Linked DNA regions of Mus musculus: region 2 is linked to region 1. Evidence: chromatin contacts called from public Hi-C data. All regions are on one chromosome and are shown on one strand. The core of a region is the stretch at or near the end of the contact, and the rest is flanking DNA. Distances in the headings are between cores, read along the strand shown.

Region 1 (7,378 bases), core at 1,622-4,121:
AGTAAACAGGTATTAATAAAATAAATGTCTGTGGCTCCAGGCAGAGAGCCAAACAGATAGATTGTATAACAAGATGGCTGCTCTAGGCAGTGGGCTTAACACATAAAAGCTATCTGCTTCCTATAGGCGGATATTAGTGAACATTTGAATTAATTTCTTTAAATATGGTATAAAATCACTTTACTTGCCTTGCAGGATACTCATATCCTGTCTAACATGGTCTCCATGGGAATACTGGGTTTTATATCCTCTTAGCAACATAGGCAAGGACTAGTTTACTTCATTTGTTTTAGATTGTTTTAATTTGAACTAGGATAGGGAACATTAGTCACTGACTCCAGAATAGAAAGTGCAGTGATAATCATTGCCCTCCTTGTACAGGTATTAATTATCTATGTCTGTAGCTCCAGGTAGAAAGTTAATCAGACAGATATTATAAAAGTACTAATAGAATATGTCTGTGGCTCTGGGCAGATTGCCAGATTACGAGATGGTATAGATTGTTTAACCAGCCACAGGAAGCTCATATTCTGTGAACATGGGTTCCATGGGTATCTTTCTTGAATGTCTTTTCCTGCTTGGCAAGAAAGGAAAGGCCTACTATAGGCATATACAGTATCTTAGTTTACTTCATTTGTTTTAGATTGTTTTGATTTTCAAAATGGGTGTGATTTTGTATTTTGTGGGGTTTTTTATTCTTCTGGGAGAGAGGTCTAAATAAAGGGTTTTCTGATTACTGGCTCAAGGATATACTGATTTGGGGAAAAGGTTTTGTCTTTGTGTTGTTGTAAAAAGCAATTAAGGTATTTACACCTTCCAGAGTTATATGGATCAGATTTGATAGAAGGAGACCCCCCTGAAGAACTGGATTCCAGAGAATCAAAGAAAAAGGTTATCTTGATGACACTAAAAAATTATTTGAGATATGTATATTACAGAATATACAGCCTTGGTGAGTCTCCACTTGAACTCCCAATGTCTTGGACTTTTAGCCAGATCCAGTCAAGACACAAACATCAGAGACTAAATCAACCACTGGTGTGGCCTTCTTAAGACCAACCAACTCTATCCCCACCCCCCTCTTAAAAATATCTAAATACCCACCTTCAGCTTGAAGAAGTTATGAAGAGTTGTTGCCCCAGTTTCCTGGGCTTTGGGGCTGGAGAGTGTTATTATAGGGAATCTAGGGAATGTAGAAATGGTCATAATTGGAATAGGGAGGAATAGCTAGAATTGATTGCATACCCATAATTTCACTTTGTAGAAATCTTTTTAATTGTTATTAAGTTGAAGTCATAATTTTTAATTTTGGTTCAGAATTTACTTTGATACAAAAATCAAGGTTTTCATTGGTATAAATTTGTTCTATTGATAAAAAAAATTTAAAAGTACAGGGCTTAGGCACAGTCCTTCTGTACCTGTTATAATAAACTGATCTGAGATGCTTAAGCCTCTGAGTTAAGGGCCAAATAGCAAATTCATAGCTCTGAGTTTATTGTTAGGGTGTTTTCAGACATTTTAATTAGAAATAAATGAGAGTAGTTAATGGAGAACAGTCCAGAATACTTTATATAGATAGTTGGTTTCCAGAAATCCACAGATGTTACAGTTAATGTTATTTATTCACTTGCTGTTGAGACAAATCTGCTCCTAACAAATTCCCATTCATGGATTCAAAGAGGAAACTGAGCATCTTACCACCAGGTAGGCTGTACATTTGCTGCTATGTCACCACTGGGCAAAAAAAATTGCCAATCTTTCCTGCAAACCTGTACTGTTCTTGAAAGGATACAATTTACAAGTTAGAACAGCTTAGTTCTGCCGAGACAGAATAGGCTAGTTCTTAATATTCCTATATCTCTAAGGTCTGTCAAATGATCCTGGGCCAGAACTGAAGACATGTTCCATCTTCCTGACTTATTGGAGCTGTATAAGTTGGCATCTGTCTCTACAATTTGACTCAGTTCTGAAAGCTATGTTAGGTTTCCTATATACTTTCATTTAGTGTTGCTCATTCTCAGATTTCTTACAGGGTTGAAAAACTACTTAAAGTCTCATTATTTTGAGAGAATAGATTTGAGAGGATAGTTTTCAGATGGCATACAATCTAAAGCCAGGACACGAGTCAGGTGTAAAATGATAAGGCTTTTAATTTAGAATAGATAACAATGTTCTATCTTAATGACAAAATTGATGGACTGGGTATTAGGTTTATCCATATCTTATAGATTACAAAATGATAAGAGCTGTGCTCTATTTATATTTTTTTCTATACAACCAAAACTCTAAATCAATAGGCTTTGTTTTTTATTAGAGCAGAAAGGGGGAAGTGTTGTGCATGGGCCTCGTGCTGTTTGTATGCTAATTCTGCTATCCTGGGAAAGGCTATGGACAAGGAGTGAGTCATATTCAGATAACTTCTTGAAAACCAATACCCTAGTGAATAAAGGAGCCAATCACTGGGTGAGTAGGCGGGACTTCCAGGCTGGAGGGAGGAAGAGAGGAAGCAGAGAGCAGTGAGGTCTTTTTTGGAATGGGGACAGCAAAGGGGTAAGATGTAGCTGATAGAGTTTCCCGGTATCAATGTGGGTCCACTGGAGGAATCAGATTTTAATACGACTTACAAGATTAGGTTTTCATTGTTGTACCCAGAGATTGAGTTGCCATTGTTTCTGAACTAAGTTTGTGTTGCATTTTCCTTCACGTATTGGCTCATCTGGGTTCAAGAGAGAAAGGTACGTGGTAAAGCATGGGTTTGCCAGAGGTGTACCACAAAGGCCGTGGGGGATTTGAAACATGGGGCTGGTGTGGTAGTGACTTGCCAGTGGGAACCTAGTGTGCTGGGTGGAGATATTGTGGAGTTCTGAGTCAGAGTCTCCACAAGATAAAAACAGGTTGGCCATTGCCTGCCAGTACACGGCCAGCAAGGCTCCCAGGGCAGAGGCACAACCGCAGGAACGAGACAGTTCCACTTTTAATATTTCCCGCAACAATGTGAGGAAGAAACCAAAGGACATATACCTTCTGTCTGACTCAGCAATTAGTGCTTTTCAATTCCAGTGCTCTTCCTACCACTCTTCCCATTGTTTGGGTTCTTCTGTTTTGCAGGAACATTTGTTAGGGGCTGCCTTTGGCAGAAAAATGACCCCCATGTCTGTACTTATTACCTGATCCTAGACTGGTACTCTTCCATCATAGAAAATGGGGCAGAATGTAGTTGACATTTTCTGTCTTATATTCTTGCTCAGATTATTGCCATACGTGACTAATGGCTTGCTTGTAACTTTTATTTGAACTTGCCATCTTAATCAGCTGCCCTGACATCTGACAACTCAGCCGTTTCCAGCTCAGGTTGGTGCCTAGCAACTATACCAATCATCGTGGAATTTTAAAGAAATATTTCAGGCAGACAATCTTAGCTAATGCCCTGCCAGCTGAAAAGAAGAGACTGAATATAGCATCACTTGGTAGAGATTGACCACATTCATCTTGCTCCTGTGGTGCAAATATCAAATTTACCTCCAGAGAATTTTTCCCTTTCAAATAAAAACATCTTGAATGCCCGTTTGAATACAGGCAAAGAATTAAGAATTTTCATTAACTTTTCTCTTCCTCTAAGGACTGAGGAAAAAATTTTTAAGCTATGCCTACTGATTTAGAGTTTTGGTTATATGGGAAAAAATTTTTCAGTTTTTAAACCAAAAGGTAGATGAAAGTAATTTGAGGTCAAAGAGCACTGTGCTTGTTACATTCCTGTTGCTGTGATTAAATACCTTCACCAAAAGGTGACTAAAGAAAACCAGGGTTTATTTTCAGTTCCAGAGGAAAAGAGTCCAAGACAAAAGCTGGAGCAGGAAGTTGACTTATCACATTTTTATCCAAGGGAAGTGTGGGTGGGAGGGAGAGAGAGAGAGAGAGAGAGAGAGAGAGAGAGGGAGAGGGAGAGAGAGAGAGAGAGAGAGAGAGAGAGAGAGAGAGAGAGAGAGAGAGAGAACAACTAACAATGTATTACCAGTGGCATGCTTCCTCCAATGTAGATCTGTCTCCTAAGTGATCAATAACCTCCCAAACAGCAACATCAACAAGGGACTAAATGTTCAAGTATAAGATTTTGTGAGGGAACTTCCTCATTCAAACTACAGCAAGGCAACAATATCAAGGAGAGTCATGTCGATTTATAACTAATGGCATTGATATCTTTTTCTAGTATTATGGTACTTATACAGGGCTTAATGATCTTTGCTTTTTAAGATACATATGTTTACTATAGTTTGCGTTTGAAATGTCCACCAAATGCTAATCCTAATTAATGCTAATGTATTTCATAATTGGTCCTAAGCCCATGGAACTGTTGGGAGGTTGGCACTGCAGGTGCATAAATGGAAAGCCGGCCCCTTCACCTATCAATCATCTATCCTTCCATCTATACATCTCTCATCTATTTATCCATCTATCTATCATCTTTCAGTTGTATTTCTTGAATATCATATATCTATATATCTGTGTATATGTATATGTGTATAAACAACATACAGCATTAATGTTAGCACTATAAATTTCATCTTTTGAAGGCTGTTGATTGCAAGGATGCAAAAAGGATACAGGCTAGACTGAGTCAGCATCAGCCCAATGCTGCTATCAGCTAGGGTTTGGCAGTGGAAAATGGGACTGGAAAATTCTAAACAGGCATTTGTCCGAAGACAAGAACTACATCAGGTGAGACGAGTAGGGCTTAAAATAAAATAAAATAAAATAAAAAGAGTTTAAAACAACAACAACAACAACAACAACAACAATAAAAAGGAGATGCTAGGTACATGAAAGAGAGAAAGATCAAGAGAGAAGGAAATCAGGAGACATCCTGCTTCCTCTCTGGCCCCTACAGAAGACATCCTTAGTTCTGGTTAAATCAAGTCCTCTACCCTCTCTGTATTATCTGTGTTTGGTGCACCAATCTGTCCTTGTGTTAATTTCTGTATGTTTTTGTTCCGTTGTCTGAATGACTGTTGTTCTGTTTTATGTTGAAAAGGAAAAATGGTTAAAACTTTATCTGCTAGCTCTCCATCTCTTGATTCAGTCTCATTTTGCACAGTGGAGGCTGATTTAAGTTGTCCCACACCCTTAGCCAGGAGTCAAGCACAGCAGGTGAGACCCTACTAAAAAGCTGCTTTTAAGAGGGGCTAGCTGAGCTGCTGTAGAACCTACTTTGCAAGTCAATACAGCTGAAACAAACAACAGTACCCAGTTGAAACAAAGGGATGGGTCCTTGGGTTTTCCCACATATATTCAGTGCTGTACATTAAAATTTGAGCATTGATCAAAGAACTTTGTCTTGGCTTGTTATTTCTCTCATCATACTTCCCATCCATCCCTAGCTTTCCTTTCAGGAACCCAGTAACCCGTGGCTACAAGAGAATATTTCAATTAATCTTTATGTTATACCTATCTACCTATTTATCACCTATCAATCATCTATCCTTCCATCTATATATCTCTCATCTATTTATCCATCTATCTATCATCTTTCAGTTGTATTTCTTGAATATCATATATCTACATATCTGTGTATATCTATCTATCTATCTATCTATCTATCTATCTATCATCTATCTATCGTTAGGTATCTACATTATCATCTCTGTGTATTGTAGAACCAAGTGTTAGAAACAAAACAGCACCCATCTTCATCAAGCTTTATCACAAGCTTCAGGCTTGTGGAGTTTTTACATTCTCTCACAGAAGCAGTGGGCAGGAGGGTCAATGGACCTGAGATTCCACTCACTCCTTCCAGCAATTTGCCTGCAACATCTATTTATGTATCTAATTGTACTTGGTCTCTGGAAGAGCTAATTAGTTTGGGGAAAGTTAATTTGTAGGGAATTCCACTCATTTATGTGAGTATTGGGCAATTGTTATTTATACTGGGTGAAGACTTTCTAGTGAGGCTGTTTTGGGGTCACCCAAACTTCTGACAATACTCCCCAACTCATGCTCTGTAAGTAAGTCCAAAGTTCTCCATCTAGTTTTTATGGATTCTAAAATAAGTTGTATGCATTCATGCCCTTCATATTAGTATTCTTTAATGTTTCTTATAGTATAGTTTTGATTTCTGAAAAGTGACTGACTGTATTAGGGAAATCTGTGGTGTTTTCCTGAACCACAAAATGAAAAAAATCCAAACCAAAGCAAAACAAACCAAATCAAACCAAACCAAACCAAACCAAACCAAAAGCCACAACAACAACAACAAAAAACCTCAGAGAAACATTATTGATTGAGTTAGGATTCCTGGTTCTAACATTTCAATTTGGGCTTCAATATTTTGTCCATTGAGATAGAAGATGAGGAGGAAATGGGCTTATTTTGTAGCTTGTTTTTCTCTCTGTCTGTTGAGGTTGTTGTAGAACCCACAAGGAGACAGTAGGAGAGCTTCAAAATTCCTACCTTAAGAGGATGGGATTTAACCATATGGGGATAGGGAAATGAGGTCTGAGTTGTAAAGTCTGATTTCTAGCCAGGAAGCTGTTGCTTTCATTTTGCCCTCAAGCATTCTCTGACTACTTGCTTTTTGTTTGTAGCAAACTGCTGATCATTTAGATTGTCTAGTCAAACATCAGAGATGGGCTTATAGACTAAGAATGGAATTGTTTTTCAGAAATTTGTAAGCTGTGTAGGCAAGCTTGGGAAATACAGTCTCAAGAGAGGAGAAAGTACAGTGTATTTCTGAGTTGAAAGAAGGGAGTGAAGAGGACACTGGGTTCAGCTAGTCTCAATTCATCTTAATACCCTTTGGGAAACTCTCAAAAAACCTCCTGGAGAGTCTGATCTGCCTAGCTTGGGTTGGCTGGAACACTGGCATTTGGTAAAATTCTCCATGGGATTGTAACCTGTGGCTTACCCAAGAAGAGTATTGGAATCTACCATTAGAGACAGTTTTGATTTAAGATGTAATGCTTGATGCACAATTCTCTGCTCAGCTGTGTACAAGTAAGCACAAAGGGGGAAAACTGTGAATCTCATATTACTATCCAAAGAGGAAACTCTTTCTATTAATGAATTGCTTTTTTGATTGATGTCACCAAACAACTGTTTTGAAATTTTTGAGGGGGTGGGTTTCAAGACTGTGTGTGTGTGTGTGTGTGTGTGTGTGTGTGTGTGTGTGTGTGTGTGTGTGTGTGTGTGTGTGTATGTGTGTAGTCCTGGTTGTCCAGGAACTTGCTCGGTAGACCAGCCTGGTCTTGAACTCATTGAGACCTGCCTGCCCATGACTCCCTAGGCATGCATCACCAGTGTTCAGCCTGAAATTTCTTTATTTTGTGAATTGACATGATTTTATGCAAACTCCTGGTGGACAGGTTATACAGAACCCTGTAACAGA
Region 2 (7,378 bases), core at 3,582-6,081, 200 kb after region 1:
TTTCCCAATCTGTTGGTGGTCTTTTTGTCTTATTGACGGTGTCTTTTGCCTTGTAGAAGCTTTGCAGTTTCATGAGGTCCCATTTGTCAATTCTCAATCTTACAGTGCAAGCCATTGCTGTTCTATTCAGGAATTTTTTCCCCTGTGCCCATATCTTCAAGGCTTTTCCCTACTTTCTCCTCTATAAGTTTCAGTGTCTCTGGTTTTATGTGAAGTTCCTTGATCCACTTAGATTTGACCTTACTACAAGGAGATAGGAATGGATCGATTCGCATTCTTCTACATGATAACAACCAGTTGTGCCAGCACCATTTGTTGAAAATGCTGTCTTTCTTCCACTGGATGGTTTTAGCTCCCTTGTCAAAGATCAAGTGACCATAGGTGTGTGGGTTCATTTCTGGGTCTTCAATTCTATTCCATTGGTCTACTTGTCTGTCACTATACCAGTACCATGCAACCAAACTGATTTCTAGAGTGGTTGTACAAGCTTGTAATCCCACCAGCAATGGAGGAGTGTTCCATTTTTTCCACATCCTCTCCAGCATCTGCTGTAACCTGAGGTTTTGATCATAGCTATTCGTACTGGTGTAAGGTGGCTTCTTAGCATTGTTTTGATTTGCATTTCCCTGATGATTATGGATGTTGAACACTTTTTTAACTGTTTGTCAGCCATTTGATATTCCTCAGTTGTGAGTTCTTTGTTTAGCTCTGCACCCCAATTTTTAATAGGGTTATTTTTTTCTCTGGAGTCTAACTTCTTGTGTTCTTTTTTATATATTGGATATTAGCCCTTTATCAGATTTAGGATTCTTTTCCCAATCAGTTGGTTGCCTTTTTGTTTTATTGACAGTGTTCTTTGGAAGGCTTTAATTTTTTTATTTTTTATTTTTACTTTTATTATTATTATTATTATTATTATTATTGTTTTTGTTTGTTTTTTGAGACAGGGTTTCTCTGTATAGCCCTGGCTGTCCTGGAACTCACTTTGTAGACCAGGCTGGCCTCGAACTCAGAAATCTGCCTGTCTCTGCCTTCTGAGTGCTGGGATTAAAGTTATGAGCCACCACTCCCAGCTCAGAAGGCTTTAATTTTTACTTTCAAAATTCCTTTATACTCTTAAAATATTTTTGTGAATCCTATTGCACATTTGTTTGTGTGACATGTCTCTTGAGATTTCCTATTATAAATTAGAAATCAGTAAGTTAGAATAAACCTATTACACATTATTTAGTATTTATTTATTACAGAAACAATGTGTTTTTAGTGAAATATAACTATTTCTCAAACAAAGAAACAAGAACTGCATCTGAGTGCTTTTACATCAATTCCTGAGCAGGTACAGTTGGGTTATTATCTTCCCACCTGTATTTAATGTGTTATAAGCACATGTGTCACACAGATGCCAGAAAACTGTGAACAAAGGAAGGAATGAGTATTATTACAAAAGTAACTATGAGAAGGTCATTCACACCCATTTGGGGCCTCACACATTGACAATGACTGTTTTCAGGAACAGTAAAAAAAAAAAAGCCAATGAAACATGATCATTGGCTATCTTTGTTGCATATGCTATTGCAAAGGTAAACAGAATATACCAGCTGCTTGCTTAATTTAAAAATTTATTGACTAATAATTTGTTTCCTTCCAACTTTAGTTTTTTCCTAACTATTGTATTTCTTAAATATATAGAATTGGTGAAAATAGAGGGAATAACCGATAAATAATTAACTTCTAACCCTGATTGTTTAACCCTGAAACCTGAGTTCCAAACAAGTGATGTGATTCTTAGAACTTGCTACAGGTGTCAAACCGTAAGTAAAAAAATCACTAGGTTGAGTTGTTTAAGAGAAAAAATTTAAAAAGTTTTGATAATTCTATAAAATCAGAATACTTCAGCCATAAATTAGCATCCAGAATAAATCAAACATTCATTCTGAGGTCACCCTTTTGTTAGGTCATCTTACTGCTGAGATGTGGAATTTGGAAGGAGTGAGGAAGGAGGGTACTAGATTTTATTTGCTATTTCAAATTCCTTGAAAGACTGTTGACACTGTGGAATGAGTCATGCTTCAAGAACATAAATGGCAAAAAGGAAATAAAGGGGGAGGACTAGGAAGCCAATGAAGAGTTCATAACCTTCTGAATTCATTTTATTTGCCAATTATGTTATAAATAACCCTTTGACAAATACCCACTGGGTATCACTCAGGGATGCTGTAAATAGTTATATCCTGCATGCTTTAGTTACTATCTAAGAAACTGTATAGATCCCAACACATATTTAAAAGAAACACAAAGCCAGTGTATCACTATTCAATATTTAAAACAATTGATTGATTGATTTTTTCCCCTTCAACCCTGCACACATTTCAGAAGTCTGTCTGTAAGTAGGGACAAATATGGCCTACTCTTTCAAATGAGTAGATATCTTTCATAGTAATAGGATCAGTTAGTTTGATGCAAATTTAAAAGTTCTGAGTAGGAACACATTACCAAAAAAAAAAAAAAAAAAAAAAAAAAAAAGATGCCTTTAATACCCTTTCCCTTTCTCCATAGCTTTTAAGACAAACCTTTTTTTCCCTCACTTTTGAGAAAGAAAATGAATGGTCAGTTCTGCTGAATCCTGTTCAGTTTAAGCTTCTGTCAAGTTATAAGAAAGTAACATATGTTCTTACATAGTCACTGTCACCAAATTTACATGCTTTCCTTAGAGCTAGAAGTTGTATATGAATGAAACACTTAATAAAGCCGTGTAACTCTTTCTAGAACACCCATTCTTTGAATACTTAAGCACTTAACTACAGTGAGTCTCAACTTGGATGTACATTAACCTTATCAAGAAAGATTTCAAACAAAATGACTAAGCAAGGTTTGGCTGCATTCAGATGAATTAAGATCAGCAGTTAGTTTTGTTTAAAATCAAGCAAGTCTAAGGTGCTAAATACTGCTCTGTGTAAAGGCGCTTGTAATCATCAAGGAAACCCGCTCAGATGAGGGAAACCTATTGCTTCCTAGGACAGTGGGCAGGTGTTAAGCATTGTTAATGCACTGGTAAAATCTATTAATATCACTACCACTGTTAACCGTAAGCTCTTTAAGTTCTTTTTGTAACCACTCCTGCTGTTCTTCTTCCTGTAACTACTGAGGAATAAGATTCTGATTCCTAAATAGAAACAGTTGGACACTCTTTTCCTGCCTTGGCTGCTTCAAACAAAGGACTGCCAATCTAGTAGTTCAGTACCATGAACCGGGCCATCTTTCGAGACTACTTAATAATGGCTAGCTGGTTTGGCTTATTTCCTGAAGATGTAACCTCACCCAGGGCTGTTTGAAACAGTCTGTATCAGAATTTTTGCTGCCATGAGCCTGATGAATCTAGATGACTCCATAACCATCTCTACCTAGGTCAAAGCAGCCCTTCAGAAGGAGTGTGATACTTGGTGAAAATGCAGATTATCACTTGAATGTGATGTATACTGCAATTGATACTAACAGCCCTTCTCTGGCTATGTAAGTAGGCTGTTCAGAATCTCTTAATGAATTGGTGGAGTTACAATTCTCTCTATAATTCTCTATCATTATAGAGAATTACAAGTTCTTTACCTTTTGAATGTTTTAATATTTGGGCCATGTACTGGCTAGTTTTGTGTCAACTCGACACAGAGTGGAGTTATCACAGAGAAAGGAGCTTCAGTTGGGAAAATGCCTCCATGAGATCCAGCTATAAGGCATTTTCTCAATTAGTGACCAAGTGGAGAGGTCCCCTTGTGGGTGGTACCATCTCTGGGCTGGTAGTTTTGGTTCTATAAAAGAGCAGGCTGAGCAAGCCAGGGGAAACAAACCAGTAAAGAATATCCCTCCATGGCCTCTGCATCAGCTCCTTCTTTTTGACCTGCTTTAGTTCCAGTCCCGATTTCCTTTAGTGATGAACAGCAATGTGGAAATGTAAGCTGAATAAACCCTTTCCTCCCCAACTTGCTTCTTGGTCATGATGTTTGTGCAGGAATAGAAACCTTGACTAAGACAGGCCAATAAAGGCTTTTATCAAGTGGTTTTTGTTGTTGTTGTTGTTGTTGTTGTTTTGGTTTTTCTTTCCTACTTTCATTAGTGCCAGCTGAGCTGGTAACATGAATAAAGATGGTAGATTAACCATGATGACAGGCAGTAAGACAAGAAGCAGTAGCTGAGCAGTAGCCTGGGCAGTAGGTAGGCCAAAGTGTGAATGCTGAAAGGCAACTGGCCATGAGACAGCTGAAGAAACAATGTAGCTGAGCACTGAGAATAGCCAGAGCAGGAAGACAGGTAATGTAACTACAAATATAGCAACAGAGGGTAGAGAACTCAGCCTGAACAAGGATAAATGCTGGAAAAGAAGAATAAATGGTTGGAAGAAGAAAGCTCCAGGCTTTGGTCACTGTAAGAGTTACAGAGAACTGGCAAGAGTTTATGGCCAAGAAACCCAGGCAATTAATGTTAATTGCCAAACAATTAACATTGGCTCTTGTCAAGGGCTGAGGGATTATAATATCTAAGCCTGCCTGGAAGCTTCAATAGCAGCTGCAGCCCAGGGAATGTTGGCTTCCTAAGCCTGGAACGTATAGAGCCAGAGGTCTTGATGGTTAAATCCTACAGGAGAGCAGATCTCTCTAGAGCAGCACCTAGTATGGCTGTTTCCACCTGATTTTTGCTGCTCCTCACTTTTGTCCAATGCAGAATGATAGAAAAAGCTGCCAGATTTCCACCTTTGAAAAGCTTCTGGACTTCTCAAGATTTCTCTCCAGGAAGAGTAAAAGCACTCCAGCTAGTTGATGGGTCACATGAGTTATAGAGCCTCTGATTTGTCATTTCCTGATTCTGACTCATGACTCCTCTTAGTGACTCACATTTATCCATGAATGAGTCTGACCTAAAAACCTGGATGAAAATGTCTTTGGTAGATGGAATCTGTGGGAGGTAGGAGTCGTGGAGCTGCCAGAAACTGCATTGCTGCTAAAATAAAAGGACAGGGAAACACAACCACATTTATAGAAAAGCAGAGATGGAAACTGATGGTCTTGGATTTATACTCTCCTTTAGGTTCAGGTATGTTTCTGAATCTAAGATGGTTTACATTATTTGGTAGTGTCAAAGAGTGTCCCACTACAAACCCCAGTGTTTAAATAATACTAGAGTATTTCTTGGTGAATACTCATGTCTACTATGGGTCAGAGGAGGGCTTTGCTCATCGTAGTACCGAGTATATAGAGGACAACCTTCTTAAATGTTGCTTACAGTGATGGCTAGGAAGTACACATGCTCTGAAGAGTCACTAGTCAACAATTAAGTGCTCAATCCCAGAAATACCATGTCTCACTTCCATTCACAAATCACTCAGGAATAATATTGACCTACCACAAGGGGTCTGTAAAGTTCATAGGAGACTTGGGGAGAATTAGAAGACAACTATCTAACATCACAAAAGCCTATTACATTAACCTACCCACATATTCTTTCACATTTCATGAAAAGTTTGATTATCCTTTCAATAATTTCCTATTTTAATTTTAACTTATTATACTAACTTTTACTTTCATAATATAACAAACATAAACAAAGTAAATAATACTGAAAGGCTTTTAAGAGAAATAACCCACCCTGTTTGCGATTCATTTACCTGATCCCAGGAGGTTAATTCTTAAATGCTTCTTCCTTCTGATTTCTCAATCACTGTTGCTATAGGTACTTATGTTGTGCCAAAAATATGTTTTCTTCTTTTAGTGGAAAATATCCTCAGGGTCCAAGATTTTCTTCTAGTATAAATATATCTGGTAATAAACATCACATTTTGGTGGCTGTTTTCTCCCCCACTTTTATTATATTTATTCATTCCTTTAAAAATAGTCTTTGGGTCTGAGGGCATAGCTCATGGTGTCTATATAGCATATTATAGGGCCTGGATTCAGTCTTTAGCACCAATAAAATTATTTGATAAGGTTTCAAGATGGAATATAAATATGTAACCTAAGCTTATATCCTCCAACCCTGATTCTTCCTAAATTCTAGTTAATTGAGTTTTACTTAATTGAAATAATTTCTTCTGGCAAATGTGGGGAAATTGAAGCTTCTGTTTCTTCAAACTACAGCTGTAAAATTGGAATGCTACAGAGAGTACATTGTAATACATTATTATATGCAATAACATTTACTTCAAAGTGAATACTACAGACAAAAATCTTCCCAGAAACTGATGTACCAGGTTTTGTTTTGTTTTGTTTTTGTTTTTGTTTTTGTTTTGTATCAGGAAAATTAACTTTGAATTTACAGGCAGAAAATGTGACTGAAGAAACTACAAAGGATTCTGAAATTTCATAATTTGTTTTTTAACATCTGTAGGATATTTTAGCATGTATCTCAAAAATTTCCATTCAAAATTAGCCTTGTGCTGGAACTCAGAGGGGAGAAATGACAACTTTAGTCATTGTTTTTTATGAAACTGACCTTTATTTATTTATTTATTTATTTATTTATTTATTTATTTATTTATTTTTGGCTTCAGAAATGTTTCTAACAATCATTCCTCAATTTTTCTCTGTTTTGTTTCCCATGTCTCTCTGGGCATCTCTCAGAGATTTCTCCCTGCCCACCTAAGATTAGACACTTCTTTGACTCTCTCCAGACACATGCAAATGACAATGGAGAGTTTGTCTTGAGAGCCATGTTAGCTCTACTGAGTCAAATTATTATTTGGGTTATCAGAGGTTTTTGTGGATAGATTAAGAGAAATTCTGTCTGTTTAATGTAGTCATTGTAACTCAGAAAAGACTTCTTGGATTAACTTTGTATTGTTGTGCCAATCCTCAGAGAAAAATGTACAGGCCTAGAGATTTCTTTCTTATTTTAAGTGAGTACTTATGCTGATATGGATGCACATTCTCATTCTAGGCAAGTGTCATATTTATAGGACACATGAGATACCTCTGATGTAAATATTTATTGTGTTTAAAGTTCTAGCTTAGCCACAGTTTTTAACATTCTGCAATGAATTACAGGCATCATTACAATTGGACTTAAATTATTCAAATATACTTAAAATAAAATATACTTAGATGATAGAATTTCTTCAATCATTAGACTTATCTACTTCTCCTTCTTTCCCCAACATCTTTGCTGGGTGCTGCCTATTTGGTCTTCATAGTAAGAGAGTTTAGGTACTATTTAAACATAGTAGAAGCGGACAGAGGGATCCTAATCTTCCGAGGGACATTTGGCAGGAGATGAACTCAGTTAATCATCTAATGCCCCAAACCTGTTAGGCACTGCTTTAGGAATGATAGTTTCATACCAGTTATTTGATGTACATGTGCTTAGATTACTTTTCTTCAGATAACTTTAACTATTG

What was found. Hi-C and Micro-C count contacts between places; a contact is called where the count stands out from the background.
Region 2: a Hi-C map of pancreatic cancer cells shows a contact between it and region 1. The contact joins two enhancer-like sites. A contact is called at or near these places in 5 of 484 Hi-C or Micro-C datasets (the STO cell line, embryonic stem cells and pancreatic cancer cells) and 3 of 115 datasets of contacts at active chromatin or transcription factors (all in embryonic stem cells).

What each region holds. Positions count from the first base shown.
Region 1 is chr17:93,319,185-93,326,562 of GRCm38.p6, forward strand. No RefSeq gene overlaps it. Among named protein-coding and RNA genes, the nearest start is that of Gm25935, 76 kb to the left of the region's middle. Within about 2 kb of position 2,872, at least 14 of the 459 cell types and tissues checked have an H3K27ac peak or open chromatin away from gene starts, as enhancers often do. A contact at or near this core is called in pancreatic cancer cells, where this site is marked.
Region 2 is chr17:93,521,565-93,528,942 of GRCm38.p6, forward strand. No RefSeq gene overlaps it. Among named protein-coding and RNA genes, the nearest start is that of Gm25935, 280 kb to the left of the region's middle. Within about 2 kb of position 4,832, at least 29 of the 459 cell types and tissues checked have an H3K27ac peak or open chromatin away from gene starts, as enhancers often do. A contact at or near this core is called in pancreatic cancer cells, where this site is marked.